Linked DNA regions of Zea mays: region 2 is linked to region 1. Evidence: chromatin contacts called from public Hi-C data. All regions are on one chromosome and are shown on one strand. The core of a region is the stretch at or near the end of the contact, and the rest is flanking DNA. Distances in the headings are between cores, read along the strand shown. Region 1 holds the start of LOC100274341 (Acetolactate synthase 2, chloroplastic). Region 2 has its middle 64 kb from the start of LOC103655445.

What was found. Hi-C and Micro-C count contacts between places; a contact is called where the count stands out from the background.
Region 2: a Hi-C map of leaf shows a contact between it and region 1, with 5 times the contacts expected there. The contact joins the enhancer-like site here to the promoter of LOC100274341 in region 1. A contact is called at or near these places in 4 of 25 Hi-C or Micro-C datasets (ear, endosperm, leaf and 1 more).

What each region holds. Positions count from the first base shown.
Region 1 is chr4:100,359,000-100,363,228 of Zm-B73-REFERENCE-NAM-5.0, forward strand. It overlaps LOC100274341 (Acetolactate synthase 2, chloroplastic), which reads right to left and starts at 1,949. Exons shown (of 1, transcript NM_001148702.2): 1 at 1-1,949. The coding sequence starts at 1,897.
Region 2 is chr4:100,514,347-100,518,311 of Zm-B73-REFERENCE-NAM-5.0, forward strand. It overlaps the pseudogene LOC103653574. Among protein-coding and RNA genes, the nearest start is that of LOC103655445, 64 kb to the right of the region's middle. Within about 2 kb of position 1,260, at least 16 of the 20 cell types and tissues checked have an H3K27ac peak or open chromatin away from gene starts, as enhancers often do. A contact at or near this core is called in endosperm, leaf and tassel, where this site is marked.

The DNA of each region.
Region 1 (4,229 bases), core at 699-3,198:
CACCATCCAGGATCATATCCTTGAAAGCCCCACCACTAGGGATCATAGGCAACACATGCTCCTGGTGCGGGACGATTATATCCAAGAGGTACGGCCCTGGAGCCTCAAGCATCTTCTTGATTGCTGCATGGACTTCGCTCTTCTTTGTCACACGGACTGCTGGAATGTTGAACCCTTTGGCAATTGCCACAAAATCTGGATATATCTCACTTTCGTTCTCTGGGTTTCCCAAGAATGTGTGTGCTCTATTGGCCTTATAGAACCTGTCCTCCCACTGCACCACCATCCCGAGGTGCTGGTTGTTTAGCACAAAGACCTTGACTGGGAGGTTCTCAATACGGATCATAGCTAGCTCCTGAATGTTCATGAGGAAGCTACCATCTCCGTCGATGTCAACAACAGTGACACCTGGGTTGGCCACAGCAGCACCAGCAGCAGCCGGCAAACCAAATCCCATAGCCCCAAGACCAGCTGAAGACAGCCACTGCCTTGGCCGCTTGTAAGTGTAATACTGTGCCGCCCACATCTGGTGCTGCCCAACACCTGTGGCAATGATGGCCTTCCCCTTCGTCAACTCATCAAGAACCTGAATAGCATATTGTGGCTGGATTTCCTCATTGAAGATTTTATACCCAAGGGGAAACTCCCGCTTTTGCTGATCCAATTCATCATGCCATGAGCCGAAGTCAAAGCTCTTCTTTGATGTGCTTCCTTCCAGAAGAGTATTCATGCCCTGCAAAGCAAGCTTAACATCTGCACAGATGGACACATGTGGCTGCTTGTTCTTGCCAATCTCAGCAGGATCAATATCAATGTGCACAATCTTAGCTCTGCCTGCAAAAGCCTCAATTTTCCCTGTCACACGATCATCAAACCGCACACCAAATGCAAGCAACAGATCGGCCTTATCCACTGCATAATTTGCATACACTGTGCCATGCATACCAAGCATGCGCAGTGACAGTGGGTCGTCGCTGGGGAAGTTGCCAAGGCCCATAAGAGTAGTTGTGACTGGGATTCCAGTCAACTCCACAAAGCGGCACAACTCCTCACCTGATGCTGCACAGCCACCGCCAACATAAAGAACAGGGCGCCGTGATTCACCAACAAGACGCAGCACCTGCTCAAGAAATTCAGTCGCGGGAGGCTTGGGAAGGCGCGCGATGTACCCAGGCAGACTCATGGGCGTGTCCCAGGCCGGCACCGCCATCTGCTGCTGGATGTCCTTGGGGATGTCAACAAGCACCGGCCCCGGGCGACCAGAGGATGCGAGGAAGAAGGCCTCCTGCACGACGCGGGGGATGTCGTCGACGTCGAGGACCAGGTAGTTGTGCTTGGTGATGGAGCGGGTGACCTCGACGATGGGCGTCTCCTGAAAGGCGTCGGTGCCAATCATGCGTCGCGGCACCTGTCCCGTGATGGCGACAATGGGGACGGAGTCGAGCAACGCGTCTGCGAGCGCAGAGACTAGGTTGGTGGCGCCGGGGCCGGAGGTGGCGATGCAGACGCCAACGCGGCCCGAGGAGCGCGCGTAGCCGGAGGCGGCGAAGGCCTCCCCTTGTTCGTGGCGGAAGAGGTGGTTGGCGATGACGGGGGAGCGGGTGAGTGCCTGGTGGATCTCCATGGATGCGCCGCCGGGGTAGGCGAAGACGTCACGGACGCCACAGCGCTCGAGAGCCTCGACGAGGATGTCGGAGCCCTTGCGGGGCTCGTTGGGGCCCCACGGACGTAGCGGAGTGGCCGGGGGAGCCGTCGGCGTGGCGCGTGACAACGCTGAGCACCTGATGGGCGCGGCGAGGGCGCGCCGGGTGGCCAAGTGGTGGGCTCGGCGCCTCGACTTGGGCGTAGCGGTAGTGGCGCCGGTGAGCGCGGCGGCCGCGGTGGCGGCGGTGGCCATGGTTGCGGGCGGCTGTCTCGGAGGCGGCGCGAGGGCTTGGGGAGGGTGGCACCTGGCACGGAGTGGGATTGTGGGAAAGGGGGCTACGCGGGGCGCCTCCCCTACTTTTGTTCAGAGATGTGTGGTTCAGATGGGAATGGGACTCGCAAACCGACGTCGAAATGTCCGTTGCCCGAATCCGTACATAATACACAAAGGTACGTGAGCGTTTCCACTGCACGTTGGTACACGACAGAGTGCGTGGAAGAGATTTACGGTCTCTTTGGATTTACGGTGGTTTAGCGGTGCACTTTTAGTTAAACTTTATCATTTAAAAATATAAACAACAGTACTAAAATATGCTAAAAATAATTTTTATTAGTAGTTTAGTTTCTCTAGATCATCTCCAGCAGCTCCTAAATCATATTTCAAAACAATAATTAGGGATAAAGGTGAAAAAATTAAGACCAACCGCTTCTGATCCGTTCTCTCAATTTATTCGGTGTCCTAAAAGCTGACCTTCAAGGTATATATTTAGGGACGAGCCACCACAACCCTATCTGGATTTCTTTCTCGCGCCCTAAAACTCTAGGCCATGCAAGTCATAAGTCCAAATGCACGAGGATGCGGTAGGCGCCATGCAAGTTTTTTTTGGGAGATCTTCACTTACTAGGTGTTAGAGAATGGTCTTTTAGATCTGAAATATTGTTAGATAGGTCCAAATGTAAAGATATTAAGAGCTAATAAATTCGGAGCTGTTAAATATGATCTAAGGCTCTATCTAAATGTGTTATAACTAATAGTTAGCTAGATAAAAAGTTACTAGTAAAATTAGCTAGCTAGGACCGTGTCCAAGAGGTAACCCTATTAGTCACCTCATCTGATATCTAAGAATGAACTAAAACAGAGTAACACAAATAATGATGAAAAACCTTCATTCCTTTATTTTATCCATCCAAAGGATAGATTAAAAGATGATCCTAAGAATAAAAGACTTGAGTCAAACACAATTCTTCAAAGGGCATACTGCTTCTCCTCGATCACAATCTATTACAGAAGTACCTTCGTAGGTAGAAGCAGCGGTACTAAAATAAGATATCGCAACTTCAAAGGTGGAGTGATTCTCATCTTCATATACAATTACAAATACAAATATACCCTCAGTTCCTATACATATGAATTATAAATCTTGTAGGGATAACATCGTCTTTCTCCCTTGTAAACGTGTTGGCTAGGATTCTAAACCTTCTTCTCTACCTTCGTATGTTTTCTGTTGCATGTCGTAGTTATGAAGTTGAAGCTCTTCAGCTTTGTTCTTGTACATGCACTCCTTCGGACGAAGATTACAAACAAAGGATGATTTCATAGCTGCTTCGAAATACCTAAAATGTGCTTGAAAACAATTGGTAACTGAAAGGAAAATAGGGTCAAACCTTTTCCTAAATGTTTTTGGTGGTTGAAATGCCCAACACAAATAAATGGACTAAGTAGTTTGCTCTAGATTATATATTCTACAGGTGCTAAAGGTTCAACACAAACCAATAAAAAGATCCAAGTTAGGGTTCAAAAGAAAGTAGCAAAAGAAACCGAAGAGAACCCTAGTCTGGCGCACCAGACTGTCCGGTGCCCAGGGCCGCACGACTTCAAACTTGCCACCTTCGGGTTTCTGGAAGAGCCGCTCTGCTATAATTCACCGGACTATCCGGTGCACCAAGCGGAGCAACGGCTAACAGCGCAACGGTCGTCTGCAAAAGTGTGAACAGTGCGTAAACAGTGCGCGCAGAAGTCACAGAAGGCGTCAGAAGGCGCACCGGACAGTGAACATTGCATGTTCAGTGCCCCAAGATGTCAGAGCTCCAACGGTCGAAACCGTCAGAACCCTAACAGTTGGGTGACGTGGCTGGCGCACCGGATAGTGTCCGGTGGCGCACCGAACTGTCCGGTGCACCTATCGACAGACAGCCTCCCCAACGGTTGGTTTGGTGGTTGGGGCTATAAATACCCCCAACCACTACCACTCCAAGCATCTAAGTTTTTCAGACATCCCATTCAATACAAGAGCTAGTGAAATCAATACAAGACACAATTCAATAGAATCAAAGCCTCTCCAAGTCCCAAATCCACTCCAAACAAATAGTGACTATAGAGAGAGTTTTGCTAGTGTTCTTTGAGCTCTTGTTCTTGGATCGCTTTCTTCTTCCTCATTCTTGTTCTCAAGACACTTGTAATCAAAGCAAGAGATACTAAGTTTGTAGTGGTCCTTGTGGGGTCTAAGTGACCCATTTGATTAAGGAGAAAGCTCACTCGGTCTAGGTGATCGGTTGAGAGAGGGAAAGGGTTGAAAGAGACCCAG
Region 2 (3,965 bases), core at 10-2,509, 150 kb after region 1:
GATGGTCGCCAAGTGGACGTCACCTAACAAACAATAACCTAGTGTTCTTCCAGGTAAGCCCCAGTGCATGCAACCCCTTTCCTTGTGTTTTTAAATGATTTTTACACACTTTAAGTCTAGCAAAATGTGCATTAGGTTTATAGGAGTTGCTTGGAAACCTTTGATGCATTGCCTACCTTGATATCCATACCTTTATAGATACTTCTGATGAAGTATCAAAATATGATTTACAAAAATGCTTAGCTCTGCTTAGATCTTGTGGATAGAAGTTGTCTTTTGCAATAAGGCCTAGCTCAGGGGTTATCCTAAGGAAAGATGGCTTCTACCTGCAAGAATATTTTTCGTGGTGGGATCTTAATGCAAAGTTCCCTAGAGTACTCTCTTCATCCTAAGGAACTCATGGTTGAGTTGGAATCGGGACAATTATGCTTCTTTGGCCTACAATGATGAAATTACTGTTCTGCAATTACACATTACGCCAAACTAAATTTGGCATGGTATGAAGGTAAGATTGGTATTACTACAGTCGATTCACACATTATTCCAGACTCTGCAGGAACCATGGTGATGTTTGGCTCACCGAAATATAATGTAAATATATTACATGGGGTAATGGATACCGATACTTTTGTTTGGTTGAGCTCTTTTTTGTAATAGTAGGTACTACTGTCCAATCCAATTATATCTAATAACCATTACCGCCGGTAAGAGATCCCATTACCATTCCCTTAACAATGTCTGAGCCGAACAGCACCCATATTTCCCTCACAATGATACAGGTTTCCTTCTACACCGTAAATATGTGAAACTGACTAACCTCTGAACATTTACAGACCATTTTTAAGACTCATATGTACATAAATCTTCGAACAAGAGTAGATGGGTAATTAGCACCGCAGAGAAGTCATAATATTTAATCAAAATAACTGGATATGTGAGATTATATAATGATTATGCTACGCATTAATGAAAATTAATACAACATGATAAGTAAATCAGTGTGGGTACAGAGTAAAGTCTCGCAGCAGTCTCAAACTAGGCTCTTGACATAAACTTTAAATGCGCTAGAGCTAGTAGTTAGTTAGCTAAAGAATTGATAGTGAAATTAGCTAGCTAACTATTAACTAGTTTGCTAAAAGCAGTTAAAACCTGAACTACTGAATTATTAGGTAGATCGTTTGGATGCCTTTAGCTAATTTTAGCAGCTAACTATTAGCTTTAGTGTATTTAAACATGGTCTTAGTGGCACCTACGTGGTAGCCAGTCATGAGGCCTGCCATTTGGATAAGACAACCTATCTTATGCACATGGGTATGGCTGTGCACATATGCACATCTTCAATCCCATCCCTTCAATCAAGATCCAATGGCTGCTGTCGGTTTAACACTTTAATCCTCCCGCTGCTTTACGTGTGATACGAATTCTTTTTGCAAAACCCCCTTCTCCTTCCCCAAACAGCCGCACGCATGGGACTTTTTGTCTTCTCGTAGAAGCCTCACGATTGGGCCTACCGCCTACGCCGACGCTTTGCAGGTGCCCTCGCGGAACATCGTTGCCGCCGCCGTCGAGGCATACATCCGTCATCGTCACATGCTAGGGCTAACACCCATGTCGTCTATGTCTACAGGTGCCCTCGCCGAATGTCGTTGCTGTCGCAGCCGCCACCTGCTGGTCACCACGTTCAAGGACTGCTGCAACATGGCAGCGCTGCCACCAGCATGCTCCAGCTGTGGTGGTTTGACGGAGCTTCTCAACGCCATGGACGCGCAATGGGTAGCCGGCCCTAGCAGCAGCGTGGACGCTATAGACTCTGTTCTCTTTCAACCCACTGCTTTTGTTGCAACCGGTGCACACATGCAACCTGGCCTTCTCGTTCATGGTCCTGTTAAAGCTTCGCATCATGTTGATTCTTGTGAAGAATTCAATACACCTAAAAATATCCAATCAGTTTAACATCGATGACCATTTTTTTGTCCCTCGTTCAATCAATTCAACATTCATACACAATTGTCTTGCTCCAGGTTTGAATCAAAATTCATCTTATGACCTTGAACTCCAGATTTGAATCCAAATTTAGGTTACAGAAACTGAAGCTGGGCAGCTGGCCGAGGTGCTGCGCCAGTCTGGACCTCTAGACAATGGCGACATCGGTGGGGAACCGACATTCAGCGAGTTCTTTGGCGGAAGTCGGCAAGAACGGAGGCGTTGACTGGGTGCGGTGCAAGGACCATGTCAGCTGTCGGGTTCCAGAAGTCTCGTGCAGCTGTTTGGAGGAAGGGATGGAGAAAGGGGGCTTTGCAAAAAAGGATTCTTATCACAGAGGAAGCCACAGGAGGGTTAAAATGTTAAAACGACAGTAGCCACTGGATCTTGATTGAAGGGATGGGATTAAAGATGTGCATACGTGCACAGCCATACCCATATGCATAAGATACGTTGCCTTTGGAGAACTGGTCTCAGCACAATATGCAGCCTGTCAATAACCCTTATCTCTATACAATATCGATATCACAATAAAATTAAATGTTATAAATGCCTAATTAAGTCCTCATCGTCATCCAGAAGTTCAATGATAGATTAAGGCAAGTGAGCCAAATGATGCTGAGGAGTGAGTGAAGCACATATTGAGACTTCAGCCATGCTAGCTCGCAGTTGCAAGTCTGTAGGACAGACAAGTAGAGTTTCTACTTGGAGCCTCAACGTGTGGTGTCATCCTTAACATCTGTAATAATCTTGAGAAGGTCAACTGGAGTTGCAGCAGGGTCCAGCTCATGGCAACCTTTTGGAGCATTATTTCTTTCCTCACCAGTGAGCAGGCAAGAAGGAACCCGATGAGAGAAGCGGAAAAGCTCTTCCTTCGGTATTCTTCTGACCACACTGGAGCCCGTGAGCCTGTGGAAAACTGCCCTGAAACCAGCTACCTTCAACAATGGGACAACAGTCACACCTTGCTCTTCAGTGAAATCATCGATCACTTCTACTATCTCATATTTATATATCACATCATCTGGTGTAAGTTCATTCCAATCAGGAGACCAGTTCCGGTACACAGCCCATGTATCGCCTTTTTGGGGAATAATCCTGATAATTCCCCGAGGACCTTTACTCCAGCAAACTCTGTGGGAAAAGATGTTGACTGTTTCAGTAATCTGGTATCTTCCAATCCTAAAATCACCACATGTCTTCGTAAAACCTGATGCGATCCAATTTATTGGTGCCAGTTCATTGTTGGACTTAGAATTGAGGAAGCTCATTCGTATCCTGAAAGGTTTCATTGAAATAGCTTTCTGTACCATTGCATATAGGCGAGGCATACCATCTTCACTATCATATGTAGCCCAGATCTGGTCATTGCCAAAGGCTCTTTCTGTTCGATCTTTATCAAAATCATGGAAATCTGGGTCAGGGACATCAATGGACATAGGTACACGCATCTGTTCTGGATTCATTACATCAGTCACAGGGATCTCGGTATCTGCATCTTTTGAAATGCATTTCTTGCATTTATTGGTTGGATTGTCAGAGAGAATGCCATTAGCCTTAATATTGTTTTGAATATGCTTCTCTCTTCTATCTGATTTCCTTTTCTCGACAAACTGGCTAGATGTCAAAATATTCCAGACTTGTAGTTTTTCACGAACTTCTGCTTTGGCTTTCTCAAGAAGAAGACCACGGGTGTCAAGTTGGAAGATCTCCCTCAAGACATTAGCTTTTCTTGCATTCACTGCAGACCTGAACTTCTCCCCTGATGTACCATTAAATCTTCCTCCATCGGCAATCCCAGACATACCTGCAGTTGCAGCCAGATTCTGACCATTAACTTCCACAGATGCACAGCCATTACTGAAATTCTGCCTCCTTTTTGAATGTCGTCCACGCCCTGATGGATACTCATTGCTCTTGCCACTTGAAATATAATTGTATATGTAGTTTTCTTCATGTTTTCTCTTCGATTTCTCTGAGGC